Linked DNA regions of Anas platyrhynchos: all the other regions are linked to region 3. Evidence: chromatin contacts called from public Hi-C data. All regions are on one chromosome and are shown on one strand. Each heading gives the region's core, a stretch centred on a gene start, on an enhancer-like site or on the middle of the called end of the contact. The rest is flanking DNA. Distances are from core to core; before and after follow the strand shown. Region 1 has its middle 15 kb from the start of CCN3. Region 2 overlaps COLEC10 (collectin subfamily member 10). Region 3 has its middle 22 kb from the start of MAL2.

What was found. A called contact is a pair of places that touch in the nucleus more often than the background predicts.
Region 1: a contact with region 3 is called in a Hi-C map of skeletal muscle, with 2.6 times the contacts expected there. The contact joins two enhancer-like sites. A contact is called at or near these places in 2 of 8 Hi-C or Micro-C datasets (skeletal muscle and subcutaneous adipose tissue).
Region 2: a Hi-C map of skeletal muscle shows a contact between it and region 3, with 2.2 times the contacts expected there. The contact joins two enhancer-like sites. A contact is called at or near these places in 2 of 8 Hi-C or Micro-C datasets (liver and skeletal muscle).

The regions. Positions count from the first base shown.
Region 1 is chr2:13,633,480-13,636,481 of IASCAAS_PekinDuck_T2T, reverse strand. No RefSeq gene overlaps it. Among named protein-coding and RNA genes, the nearest start is that of CCN3, 15 kb to the left of the region's middle. Within about 2 kb of position 1,346, at least 2 of the 8 cell types and tissues checked have an H3K27ac peak or open chromatin away from gene starts, as enhancers often do.
Region 2 is chr2:13,737,274-13,740,080 of IASCAAS_PekinDuck_T2T, reverse strand. The region is part of intron 1 of COLEC10 (collectin subfamily member 10); the gene reads left to right. Among named protein-coding and RNA genes, the nearest start is that of COLEC10, 5.8 kb to the left of the region's middle. Within about 2 kb of position 1,335, at least 1 of the 8 cell types and tissues checked has an H3K27ac peak or open chromatin away from gene starts, as enhancers often do.
Region 3 is chr2:13,685,527-13,688,350 of IASCAAS_PekinDuck_T2T, reverse strand. No RefSeq gene overlaps it. Among named protein-coding and RNA genes, the nearest start is that of MAL2, 22 kb to the left of the region's middle. Within about 2 kb of position 1,495, at least 1 of the 8 cell types and tissues checked has an H3K27ac peak or open chromatin away from gene starts, as enhancers often do.

The sequences.
Region 1 (3,002 bases), core at 97-2,596, 52 kb after region 3:
TTTACCCAGTTTTTCAACATTTCCAAATGTTTTCCATATTGACCACGAGGGGGAGGCAGTTGAAAAACTATTACACACACTACTTAGAACTCTGTTTTTAGTGAAAAAAGGGACATCTGCAAAAAGAGTGTAGGCAATTTGTCTTCAAGCTTGGAGGAAATATTAATCTTTTCACAGTTGTTATCGACTCATATCCTTTTAAGATTTCTTGTTTAATGTTAATAATTGCAGTTAGGATGAAAGTCAACATTTTCCAGAGGAAGGAAATCTGCTAAATGAAACAATGCTCTTGCTTCTGTATAACGAGTGAAATAACAAAAACAGTTCCTCCAAAATTTAAATCAACCAAAAAACCTTTACTGCATGCTTAACATGAAGTAGATCAAAGGAAAAATCTTTCTAAATTTCAGTTGTGTTTTGATGCACATTGAACCCCAAAATATATACTCGTACTAAAAAAATATTCTTTGTTATAGAATGTTCAACACACTCCAGAACTTTTTTCCCAACACGATTATTTCTCTTTTGTATGTCTGAAAGAATTTTTTTAAGACATGACTACCACATCATGAAAAATGTCAGAGCAGTAACTAAGGTTGCCAAAAACCTTCCATTGCCCACAGCACTAGCAAACAAGAGAGAAAAGGCCCAGTGAAACAGAGGGTTCAACTGCCTTCCCCATGGTCATCAGCAGATCAGTGGCAGAGTCAAGAATACAAAGTACTAGCAAGATATCTCTTGGAAGTCATCTATTTTTTTAAGTGATGAAAATAAAAGGAGGTTTCTCTCTTAGTCTACCTCTCCAGTGACTGTGCTTCAAGAAGCCCTGGAGCACTCAAAGTTCAAGGTCAATGTGGATGCGGAGCTATGAAAAGCAGCTAGGGAACCCTTGGGAATACTAATTATGAGCATATGAGAAACAGTCTTCTCCCCTCTGTGAGACACCAGTTTGTCAAAGATTGTCATTCAATAGCAAGCCTGCAGAATAGGCCACCTTTGAAAGCTATAATGAATAACCTCGAAAGAAACCTTTATAAAATCTTAAACATGCACAAGATACTAGCCAAGGGCTTAATAAAACACACAAGCCCCACATGCAAAAAAAAACAGACAAAACAAACAGAAACCTATGGCAACTCCAAACATAACAAGATGGACCTCATAAGGAGGAATTAACAGTAAATCTCTCAATAACTTGCCTTTCGTGGCCAGAGGTCTGCTATCTCCCCAGGGTATGGAGCACAGAGAAACCAAATTAAACTGTGGTTATCTGAAGTCTCTGGTGAGATTCACTTCGTCCCACGTCAGAGTTCAGTGGGTAGCTCCAGCCCAGGACTGGGAGTCAGAAAGTCTGCGTTCGGTTCCCAGTTCTGCCACAGGCTTGCTGTGTAGCACTGGTTGACTTACTCAGCCTTTGTTTGCCTCAGTTTCCATGGCTTAAAAAAAAAGTGAGGGATTGCAACAGGGCTGCAATGCAGGACGATGCTGCAGAGCCAAGAGCAGGGCTGCTTGCACAGCCACCAGGTCATGGGGGGTAACCACTGTCCAATGTGGGAGCTTCTAGATGTTCACCGTCACACATTTTTGAGTTCTTGAGATTCCTGGCAGGGAAGAATGGCTTACAGATCATCCCCACTCTACAGCTAGCAGATGAAGTGACCGCTGGAAGATGTGGCACTTCTTAAGTGCAGGAGGTTCACATGCCTGTGTGCTGAGCAGTGTGGTGAAGGGAGGCCGCAGCACCCTGTCCCTGAAGCTCAGGGCTGTACTGCACAGCGCGGTGCTAACAGTGCCAGGCCAAGTGGGCTGTGCTCCCTCAGTACCCCACAGAGCTGCCTGCCCATGTTTGCCACCTATTAGCGACCCTGAGCTGCTCAAGCCACAGCTGTAGTAGCAGCCTGCTGAGCCACGGGGAACTAGAACAATATCGTATGGCAGCTGGGAAGGGGAACAACCGTGCAACCTTTGTAACGTGCTACCACTGGAAAGGTATCTTCACCCCTGCAGTTATGTGACGCCGCATGCAGCACAGCCAACACCAGCCAATGTACATTTTATGCCCCCTGCGATCCGTGCAGTTTGCAGATGGTGTCTTGTGGCCTGGGGTAAACTCAATTTCATAGAAAAGAACTCCTGGAAGAAATTCTTAGACCTTAGTGCAAGCCTATTAATGTCACTTGGCAGGGTCTTGTGCCATTAGGCACCGTAGCTTCCCGTATTTCCATGAAATGAAAATCCCTCACCCAGCCGGATTTCGGATGGAGAGGTTCATGTAACCACACAGAAAGGAATGTGCAGGAAGCCTGTGGGGAAGGGAAAGCTTCAGCCAAGGGCAGAGGGCATGCAGATGGCACGTAAGAACAAGGGACAACAGTGAGCTAGAGCCTGGCACAACACAGGGACTTATCCTGATTGAACTTTACTTCAAAGCACATTGTGGAAAGTCAACAGAGCCTCTCTAATGCACAGGAGATCAGGGAACCAGCCTGAAAAAATGATTGGCACGAAAGGAAACACCTATAGTAAAAATGAAATCAATTTAATAAATAATAATAATAAACAATAGCATTTCATATTCAAGCCTTCCCAAACTAGGAATGCCACAGATAATGCTGTATGGGTGAGATGTAATCCAGACAGGCTCCCTAATCATTCTCACTTCTTATATGCTTTGAGCTGAATCTTGATGTTACAATCTCCATGGGAGAAAGCAACCAGGAACTTGCATTGTACCTGCAAACTGTGGTCAAAACAACTACTGTGAACCCCAAGAAACCCTCTTGGAGGATATTGGCTGCACTGGGTATAACAGAGGTGATCCAAAATAGCAACTGGTGGAGGCTGTATGGCAACAAGCCAAGATGACAGGGGCCAAGGCAGTAGGAATTGGTTTTCCCTTGCAGACAGACAGCAAAGCAAGCTATATCCAATCCACGTTATCTCCAAATCCAAACCAATCCACATTATCTCTGAAATAAGGCCAGATCAGCCACACGGAAGAT
Region 2 (2,807 bases), core at 86-2,585, 52 kb before region 3:
TTGAATCAGGCCCAGGTTGAGAAACTGGAATGAGATGAAATCTGAAGAGTATTGGGAGTTTCCCATAGCAATTCAGATGGAAAGCATTTCCTTACTATTATTGCTGACAAATGATGTTTATAAACTCTATGACTTTGGCTGGCTCCTCAAAATAGCATTTACTGTGGTCTCCAGTATAGCTGTCCATCTCTCAGCTTTAATTGCGCTTACGCAATTCCACTCCTGGAAAATCTAAAACTCTCTCAGAAACCAGATATGCTGCTATCCACATTTTCTTCCGAAAATATAAAGTGCCTTACCACATCCTATAGACTGTTCAAACCTACAACTAAGCTTCCCTCTTAGCACCTCACATTTGATCTGAAGAGCCCTTTATAATCAACACATAATTCTATTTTGTCATGAATTTTAGCCTTCATGTATTTTAGCACATGTTAAGTTTCTGATGTTTATCAGCCTGAGTTATAAAGCATATATGTGGGCACTTAAATACAAATTCAGAAGATATCAGGTCTGTATTTCTTATTCATGTTGGTTTGATTCCTCACCCAAATCACCGTAACCCATGGGTCTTTGAGATCACATCATAATGGCAAGGGATCAGGTGGAGAAGCTTAAATTGGGACAGATCAAGTGAAAGATGAATCAGAAACAATTTAAATTATTTCTGTGTTATTAAAGACACAATATATGTCCCATCTGTGCACAAAGGCCCACACTTCCAAGTAATCCAGATAAGCGGAGCTTCACAGAACCAAGTGAGGGTCTGAGTGTGGCTCATGCAATGCAGTAGAAGTGGGTATTTCTAGTGAAGACAATATCTCCTTATAAGTGGAAAGCAGAAAAGTGAGCAGATAATCCAATTTATTCCTGAAGATTCTTTCCATTTCACCCGGGAAGGTGACTGGGGCCCTGCTGTCTAACTTGGAGCTGGGTAAAGAAAAGAGTAACCAAGAAATTGTGAGCAAAACACTTCTATTCTCATAATGCAACCTGTGGAGCCTTGCATGTTCCCTGCAGGGCACTTGGAAGAGAGGCTATGGGTGAAGTTACACACTACAGCTGGACTGATCTGTTGGTTTTTTTTCTCCAAAAGGGGAGGCCCAATATCTTTTTCTTCCACCATTCAGACTGCATGATCTTACCTTCACCTTGCACTGGCTCGGCTGTATATTCATCAGAGTCCTCCAGCTTATTAAAAATGTGCACTTTTATTTGCCTTACTGGTATTTCCCTCTTCATTCCAATAATTCATTAAACACAGGGTCAGAAGAGTGCTCAAAATCACCCAAATTGGGACAGAAGTACACAAGTCAGTGCTGAGGTCAGACAGGAGGAGGAAAGACAGGGAAGGGCACATCACGTCAGATCGATTCCAGCCAGATTATATCATTTTACTCCAGGGCAGGACAAGAAATCATGTCCTCACTAATCGCATGCAGCTTGGAAACAAGAACCCCCTCAGCTACGGGAAATTTGCTAAGTGTCTAAAAGACAACGAAAGTGAAATTAGAGGAAATCTTCAGTCTTTCCATTGACGTAACTGTGACATGCTTGTACAATGGAAAGACAAACTGTTTTGGTGTTGGTTATTTATTTATTTATTTGTTTCTTGGAGTCTGCGACTCCCTCTGGTGACCAAACTTCTCAACAGAGAGAGTACGCATCCAAGTGCTGCAAAGGCTCAGAGTCAGTAGGCTGCAGACTGTACATGGTGTGTCCTTTTTTCTGTTCAGACTATCTGATGTAGGAGGAGAACTGTGCTTTAGCCCACCAAAGGCAGAGCTTCTATCAGCTGAAATGGGGGGCATGCCCAGGGATCGTGGAGGAAGGTACCCGGGGCTGTGAAGCATGCTGAGCCTGCAGGCTAAGGGAGCTGAACCTGGGACTGTTGGGAGGGCTCTACTGAGAATAGGCTTTGTCCTTCTTTTTCTTCAGAGGAAGCATTTAATTGATTCACTGTAAAGGAGAGGCTTAAGAAACATTAACATTTATGGAGTATTTTTGGTCAGGAGACAGGAATTGCAGCTGACCTGAGGCCATGGCTTGTCAGAACACCTGGAGAGATGTCTCAGTAAAACCCTGTGTGGAGCCAGGGTGTCTCATCAGAGCTGTGAGTGAAGAGGCTGGTTACTAAGTGTTCCTGGAGAAAAACATGCCTAAACCCTGTTAGAAGACCCCTCCCAGCTTTAGACCCCACACAGCCTGCAGATCTGCTCTCGCCCAGATTAGGGCTGCATCTCCAGATAAGCGTGGCCTCTGCAATCCCTGGGGATTACAGTGTGATTCTCCAAGATCCGGGGTCAGCCCCCGATCGTGAGGCTTGGGGAGCCACTAAACATATGTGAACAATTTAACCTGAAAACTTCCTCCGCTCATGAATACAAACCAGATAAACTGCCAACAAAAGGCTGAGGAAGGAAATATAAATCACCCGAAGGTCAGTAAATTCTTGCTAATTGCATTCTTACCAAATGTAACCTCTCAACATTGCATTGTTCAGTGAAACTTCTAAAGAGGCAGAGATCCTTTCAACTGCCTAAAAATCCTGCTGATTATTAGACCTTCAGCATTTCCCTGAGCTTGTTTATAGGAGAAGAAAGGACTGGGCTTTCTCTCGCTCAATTACAGTTACAGTTTTCTAATGGCTGCAGAAGCCATTTACTGCTTATCATTTCCTCTTTTGTTCTGTCTTGCACAGTCCCAAGCTGGAAGAGTCTAGCATCTTATTGTTTCATGTATTAACTTAAATATTCTGATAATTTAAATCTGTCACACAGAAGAAGTGAATCAGCTTGCAGGAATAT
Region 3 (2,824 bases), core at 246-2,745:
AACCACCACAGTCAGGAGAGAGCCCCTGAGCCCCTGGCTCAGATGTGTGCCAGGCAGAAGGGAGCAGGCTTTTAGCAGCAGTGTTTCAGAGACCTTCACAATATCACTCTTCCCTCAGAGAGTATCTTGTATTTGAGTGTGCATTAAAGGGTAGCAAACTGCCACGGGATTCAGTGAGACTGTATTCTGTGAAGAGGCAGCCTGGGTTGTCTTTAACAGGAGATGATATGGGTCTGGAAGCTTTCCATTTTCCATCCTGCTGGCTTCAGCAATAATGTCATGTAAATCCAAAGGGAGATAAGTGACCTTCTAGCTCAAGGCACTGTGCTGGTAACACACATAAACAAAGCCTGTAGCTAGAGGGGGAAGAATTTCACCAGAACAAGGTCTAAGGAGAAGTAATTTCCTTTACCTTTCTGTGCAACACTCTTGTGATAAAAGGTCTCCCCTGATCAAGTGGTATTTCAGGCCCCTGTCACCTAAGGGGTTTAAACTCCCCTCTCCCTTTGTCAGAAGAGATCATTAAACAGACACTCATCAGGACCGAAATGGCTCACAAACACACGTCCATGCTGAAGTTACACCATAGCCCATAAAGCAGTCTTGTATTCGCAAGGTAACATCAGTGAACTTCAGCTGATGGCTGTCTTCCCAATGTGCCCTTGTCTTCTGTTACCAAATGTCTAGAGAATATCCATGACAAAATTACACAATTACAGAATGGCTGAGGCTGGCAGGGCCCTCTGGGGTCCATCCGGTCCCACCCCAAATCAAGCAGGGACACCCAAAGCAGGGTGCCCAGGATCACGTCCAGGTGGCTCTAGAAGATCTCCAAAGAGGAGGCTCCACAGCCTCTCTGGGCATCCTGTGCCAGTGCTTGGTCACCCGCACAGCACAGAAATGCTTCCTGACATTCAGGGGAACCTCCTGTGTTCCTGTTTGTGCCCATTGCCTCTTGTCCTGGCACTGGGCACCACTGAAAAGAGCCTGGATCCATTTGCACCCTCCCTTCAGGTATTTATACTCATTGATTAGACCCCCCCGAACCTTCTCTATGCTTTTCTCATTTCTACCTAAGACAGGTTCAAGTTAAAATTTTAATAGCTGTAAAACATGGTCCAGTCCTTGGATTATAGTGTCATTACTAGCCACTATCAGCTTGGATTTTCCCCTCTTCTCGCAGCACATGATGTGCTGACAGCTGTCCCCGGATGCAGTCTCATGCAAGCCTGCCTCCAACAGCAGTTTGGGACGTCTCCACCCCACTGCTGCTCCTGTCTGAAGGATGCTGCTGCATGTCCCATCCTGGCCCCGTGAAGGACACCTGTCCCAAGGGGAGCTGGCAGCCTTTTCAGGACACAGGAGGGGCATATGAAGCAGCACATCCAGCAGAAAGGGGAAAAAAAGGGTTTAAAATATTTCCTATCTTTAGCATTTGAAAAATATTGACTGTTCCAGTGTAACAGTGTGCCCCTTGTGGCTTGCTCCACAGCTTAGGCCAGCTCTCCCCTTTGATGTTTTGCCCACAGTATAATAAACTTCAACAGAGAAAAGAAAAACAGCTCGTCTCCTTGAGAGCAATGAACAAATGAACTGCAAATGTGAATTGAAACTGTGCAGTGTTTTTTGCAGCAGCAGATTCTTTTATGTTAAGTGGCCTAAAACGATACTGTAAAATTCAAACAAACAGAAGAGCAGTCAGCCCAGCTGGAATTTGCCTGGATCTGCCTGGGTAGAAAATGTTGTGTTTAAGATGTTTTAGTCAATTCCTAAATTTTGGTACCTGCAAAAAAAGGGAAAAAACTTTCTTCAGAGCTAGGCACCTATTTTAGTTCTTCCTTCTGCTCTGACTCTTGGTTTCAGGCAGCTCGGTATCAAAGAAACCAAACTGAAATAAGAAAAATGTAATTTCTGGGAAACAATCAGTTGCGGGAAGAGCAGAGCTCAGGTCCGAGAGTTATAATCAGAAAATAATTTCTGTAAGACTCACCAAAAATGTATGGCCAAATCCTCAGTACCCTATAAGTTAAAAGGGAAATGTTCTCTCTAATCTGTCTTGAACACTTCTCTTGGGAGATTTTTTTCCCCTCTCACTGTGTTCTTTGCTGTTTGTGTCATTCCTGGAAAGGGACTTCTTTTCTACATATCTTCTAATTTTGTGGTGGGGATTGTGGACTCTGGCAAAGTGCCAGAGTTTGAAGACTTTCAACACCAAAAGTTTCTAAGAAAGAAATTATGTCAGATAGACTTTCTTACCTCATATGACACTTGGCCTGAGACTTAGTGCTGTTATTTTATTATTTTTTTTTCTAGTATGCTGTAAGAAAGCTACACTAGACTGGTAGAGCAGACTGTAGATTATCTTCTGAGCAGTTCTTCACAGGTTTTATCCACAGAGGAGCAGAAAACTTTACCAGGAGAATGTAGTGCATCAACAGGAGCAACATGCCACACGAGCTAAATTTAGGACCTATTTTTGAAAGCGTGTATCTGATGTAAAAGGCTCCACACCATAGCTTTTTTAAGTCATGAAAGGCAAGCTCCTCAGAGACCTGAATTATGACTGTTGTGCACATTGCCATACCTAAATATGGGCTCAGACTCCAAGCTGGACTTTCCTGACTGGATGCAGGGTGGGAGGGCAGGTAAGGCATCCCAGTGCACAGATGGTACCTCATTTTTAAAGTATCCCATAACCAAGTGTAATGGAAGAAGGTCCAAGAGATGAGATGTGCCTCATGCTCATCACACACCTGTTTGCAAGCCACGTCTGTGCACACATCAGTACACACAGGGCAACAGGCCCCCACACCTCACCGACCCC